Regions from separate parts of the Anser cygnoides genome. Here region 1 is linked to region 2. Evidence: chromatin contacts called from public Hi-C data. All regions are on one chromosome and are shown on one strand. The core of a region is the stretch at or near the end of the contact, and the rest is flanking DNA. Distances in the headings are between cores, read along the strand shown.

The links. Hi-C and Micro-C count contacts between places; a contact is called where the count stands out from the background.
Region 1: a Hi-C map of liver shows a contact between it and region 2, with 3 times the contacts expected there. The contact joins the enhancer-like site here to the promoter of KLF15 in region 2. A contact is called at or near these places in 2 of 7 Hi-C or Micro-C datasets (both in liver).

The regions. Positions count from the first base shown.
Region 1 is chr10:12,945,431-12,948,130 of Taihu_goose_T2T_genome, forward strand. The region is part of intron 2 of LOC136791594 (a long non-coding RNA gene); the gene reads left to right. Among named protein-coding and RNA genes, the nearest start is that of KLF15, 43 kb to the left of the region's middle. Within about 2 kb of position 1,416, at least 2 of the 3 cell types and tissues checked have open chromatin away from gene starts, as enhancers often do. A contact at or near this core is called in liver, where this site is marked.
Region 2 is chr10:12,902,906-12,905,605 of Taihu_goose_T2T_genome, forward strand. KLF15 (KLF transcription factor 15) reads left to right here and starts at 1,308. Exons shown (of 3, transcript XM_067003006.1): 1 at 1,308-1,578. It overlaps LOC106045067 (a long non-coding RNA gene), which reads left to right. Exons shown (of 7, transcript XR_007165883.2): 7 at 1-121.

The DNA.
Region 1 (2,700 bases), core at 166-2,665, 43 kb after region 2:
GCTGTGAAGTGAGAGTGGTAGGTACTCCACGCTCCAGTGACCGTTCCAACACAAATCGGTGTTAGATTATGGAGCAAATCCAAGACTGGGAGAAGCAATAAGGAAAATCAGTACCGTCTGCAGTCTTTGTTCATGAGGCACACTAACTAGGTGTTATTCACGCAGGTGGCTGTAAAATCTGGAATGTGCTGCTATGTTCTGAAAAGAAAAATCATAGCCGTAGCATGGTAAATACCTACAGCACCTGATGTGGAAGCTCAGGAATTTCAGTAAATCCTGATTCACTGGCTGAAGTCTAGACTGCAACTTAAAATTCACCATACGGCCTGAGATCAGGGCCTTAGTTCCTCTTGCTGATAGTGGTCAGTGGTGATTATTTGCAGGCAGAGAAGAAATGGGTATGGCTAAAGCCTGTACTTCCAGCTACAGCCAGCAGCAAATTAGGGACCTTCTAAGCCACAAGTTACTTCAGGTTAATGCCAGAGATCACCCATGGGCTGATCCTCTGTTTGAACACACTCATGCCTTTGGCCTACATAATGTCCTGCAGCAATCAGTTTCGTGGCTCCATGAGGCTCAGCGTGAGATATATTTGTGTTTATTTTAAATGTATGTCATAGTATGCTGTTGTATGTTGCACTTTTGAATGTGTTCCTTTGCCCATGAAACAACAGCAGGTAATTGTTCCCTGAGTTCAAGTCCCTTTTATCAATCAAGTTGTCTCACCACTGGGCTCTTGGTTACTCACAGAGGTGAGACTGTGAAGAGAAAGTCCTGGACCAGAGAAGCCCTATCCCAGAAGATAACCTGACTGACTGCTATGTCAGAGTTTGCACTGACAAACTCTGTTGGGTGCAGTCTGTTTGCTGACCAGTGGGCTGCCAGGCTGCAATTCCAGCCGGTTTGAATCAACAAGCCTGGCTCTCATTTTCCTGAGATCTCATCAGAGCTGCTATCAGCTTGGATCCAACCTGGTGGATCAATGAAAGTTATGACGCTATATGGATTTGTTTTTCAGTGGCATTGATAAAAGAGTGTTGCAAGATCCTCATCTCAGACTCAGTCTGGCTAACTGAAGGTTGTGAAATTTCCAAAGACGACAAGGGGAAAAAAGAGCAAAAAAGCAAAAAAAAAAAAAAAAAAAAAAAAAAAAATCACTCTCCCCTGTGTTGCAACTCTGAGTGCAATCAATTGCAAACAATAATTCTCTCACTGGACACTCAGCTTCATTTTAGTTGGGTCCATGGAAAGTAATTTCTATATATATCAGCTAGATGTCTGACCTGAGGGTTGAAACAAAGAAATCTGCTTACAGAAATGTTGCAAATGCAAAATTCTGGCACTGCAGTCCAAGTTCTGCCCTTGACTAATGTAGTTTGTCTCAAAATTGTGACCACGTTGAGCAATTGTACAGGGGAAGGGAAGAACTGAACCATTCTGAACAACATCTGTAAGCTAAAAACCAAGAAGTGAGTTCCACTAGGAATGGAAATACTTGATTAATGAGCAACACTGAAGCGAAGATATTTGCTGTGAAACAGCTCCCAGATCTACACTGCTGCTTCAAAGCATTCCTCCTCATCTTGGACAACCATGGCTTTACCTGCTCTGTGCTGGATGAGAGGATCCAGTTCCCCTTGCTCAGCATTTCAGCTGCTCTCTGAAATGCTCACCTCTTCTGCTAGCCCACTAGCTGTGGGCTGGTGACTGCAACATGAAAGTGCTGCGTTTAATTGGATCTGATTCCCACAGCAAACTAATGAAGCATCTCTGGTATTAATGGGGACACTTCAACAGCTGGCCATGACATAAAGTCAGGAAGAGTCTGCTGAGTTTTCAGTGATGTTGGTTGGATTATGGCAGAGCAGAGAAGCCCAAGGTCTTTGTGAAGGTAATGTACAGGCAGTCCCTATCACAATGAGCCTGATCAGAGTTTAGCAGGACTTTCCCAAAACATTCTTTTAAGCCAATTCAGAGGAACGAGAGAAAGGGGAAGAATCAACACAATTTGCACGTGGGAGTTGAAGAAAACAACATAAAAGCTCTAGGAAATTTTACTCCAGCTTTTGCATTTGGCAGAATGGCTTCATGATGGGATTTCAAGTGCTCAGAAATCCCCTGGCATATGGTCCAGAACAAAAAATAATCTAATCGAATCCAATCTCATCTAATCTAATTTCATTTCTCACTATTGTGAAATCACCACAAAAGCATCTGAGACATTTTTACTTCTTTTTAAATGCTGACCTTCTGCAGGATCAAGTCACATGTATTACTGCTATATAGACACTGTTCCTTAGCAGAATTATCATTTAACTGAACAGCACTATGTTGCAAGAGGAAATCCTTGTCAATGACAGCTATGACCAGGAGAAGCCTTGTGAGTGTTTTTACTAGGATCACCATAAAAACGATAGGAATATGCCACGCTATGACAGTTGTTATGTTTTGCCCACTGTGGAACTGCCAATGTGGGTGACCTTTCAGCAAGAGCAAAATATTGCAGTTTACTGATACCTCCACGGGTCTGATTTCAGTGACCTTCCACATGCATGCAAGGAAGAGTTAAGACAATCCTGCAACTGAATCTGAAGGAGCAGGTGTAAGAGTAGGTCAAAGCTCTTCATATCTTTTAATGCAGTAAATAATGTTGTATATGCAGTGTAACAACCACTTGAGGTGGTGCTTAACACTTCACTC
Region 2 (2,700 bases), core at 58-2,557:
CAAACAGCAGCTTCCTCACTGGGCTTCACCACTGCGGGAGTTAAATGTGGATCCTGATCGCCACGACATTGCATGAATAGTGCTATATTTGCATATATAAAGCTTTAAAATTGTAAATTTATGTATAATTTGTGTATATATAATTAATGCACATGTACCTGTATATACATATATATATACACTAGTTTGTTTATACATATATACATACATACATACTAGTGTATTTAACCAGTGTGTGTGTGTATATATATATGTATAACTGGTATATACATGTGTGTATATATAATCAGGGTATATATACATGTATATATATAACGAGTGTATATATCCGCGTATATATGTAACGAGTATATATATGTATATATATAATAAGTATATATATACACATATATATGTATACAGTGTATATATACATCTATATACACTCTCAGACATATGGTCTGATTTTTGGGTGGTCCTGTGTTGGACTTGGTGATCCTTGTTGGTCCCTTCCAACTCAGGATATTCTGATTCTATGATTCTATGATATATGTAACCAGTGTGTATGTATGTATATATATAATGAGTGTATGTATGTGTGTATATATATGTAATGAGTGTATATATGTACATATATAACCAGTGTATATATACCTGTATGTATGTAAGCAGTATATGAAAGTGTGAGTGTATGTATATGTGTATATATGTGTATGTATATGTGTATATATGTATATACCTGTATATATGTAAGCAGTATATGAAAGTGTGAGTATATGTTTATGTGTATATATGTGTAAGTGTATGTATATGTGTATATATGTGCAAGTGTATGTATATGTGTATATATGTATATACCTGTATATATGTAAGCAGTATATGTATGTATATGTGTAGGGAGTGTATATATATGTACACATATAACCAGCGTGTATGTGTGTGTATGTATGTAACCAGTGCATATATCCGTGTCCATACATGACCAGCATATACATACGGACGCGGTGCACATACAGGTGCATATCCGTGCACATACACACCCCGCCGAGCCCCTACACGCGAGCCTACAGCCCCCCACGCCCGGCAGCGCGATGGGGAACACCCCCAGCCCCAGCACCCCCCTTTCTACCCCCCCCCCCCCCCCGGGCATCCAGCGGCCGCGGGCACGGCGGGGGCCGGGCTCCCATCGGGGCCGGGCTGGGGCCGGCCCCCGGCGCCGCGGGGCCAATGGTGGCGGCGGAGCGGGGCGAGCCTCTCCCCGGCCCCCCCGCCGCCGCCGGCCGCCCGGCCCGCGGGGATAAAGCACTACGCGGCCCGCGCCGCGCTCCGCACCCGCGCTGCCGCCTCCCGGGGGAGCCGCGCCCGCCGCTCCGCACCCCGGGGCTCGGATCTGTCACCGGGGGGGGTGGGCTGGGCTGGGGGCTACTACGCTCCCGGGGGGGGGGTGTCTCGGCTTTGTTTTTTTAATTTTTATTTTTGTATCTTTTTTTGCGTTTTCTACTCTATTTTTGCACCGCGCTCCTTCGCCTTGTCGTCGTTGCTTTCGCATTTTTCTTGGTGATTTTTTTTTGCCCCGGCTCGGCTTGCGGAGGAGTTCAGGTGAGGGTTTGCACCGGGGGGGTGGGATGTGGCAGCGGGGGGGGGCTGCCGCAAGGCTGGGGCTGGGCAGCGCACAAGGGGCGGCGGGGGGGGTGCGCTGCTCCCGGCCATCGGGGCCGGGTGGGATGGGGGGGAGAGCTACCAAAGCCTCCTAAAAAGTAGAAAAAGGATCAATAAAATAGGGGAAAATAATAACAACTTCGCAGCGTTGGAGATCTGGCAGTGCCGGGGTGAGGATTGTGGCCCCCCCCCCCCCGACCGCTGTCACCGCGCGTTGTTTGGGGAGTTCGGTGCCGGCCCGGGGTGCGCGCCGCTCGTGGAGGCCGAAGTTTGGGTCTAAAGGTGGGGGCACTTTGCAGAAAACAGGGAGAAAACAGGGCTTTGGGAAGGGTTTTACAGCATTCCAGAAGCAGTGGCGCTGAAAAAAAAGCGGGGGAGGCCCCTAAATGTAGCCCCCCACCCCTAGTGTCCGATGAGCAGTGCAGCCACCTTGCAGCAGGGCTGAGAGTAAACGGGTTTCCTGGCTCGTGGCTCCTTTTTTTTTTTTTTTTAAATTATTTTTTTATTACCCCCCATGCATTTCCATTTTGATTTCTTAGAAACGCTGGCCCTGGTTCCCTGGCCAGTTTATGGCTCTGTCCGTGGAGCACGAGTCAGCCTGAACAGATATTAAATCTTCTAGGGAGCAAGGGAAAACAGTAAACAGATTAGTCCTAAACTAGAAAGAGCTGTAGCAACATACATGGGAAATGACTGTCAGCATATCTGAACCCACGTACTGCTGTGTTATCTGTGCTGGGAAATGGGTCCCCATGTTGCAGCAAGTTCCCAGGACTTAACGTTTTAAGGTTATTCAGAGACAGAATATGCCTTCTCTCCCTATTTCCCTTTAAGCTGGTGATTAGACGGACAGATTTTAAGCAGAACAACATGTTTCTGGCAGGAAGGACTTCGTAACAACCCAGGGAACTCTTAAAAGTTGGAGCCCGTCGCGTTGCCGTGCGCTGTTGAACAGCTGCTCTATTTCACTCCAGAAGCGGCTGTTTTCCAGTGGCTCGGGCGCTCAGCTCCCCGTATAGGTGCTTACATTTCTGACATGTTTTCATCCCTTCCAGGGATGCA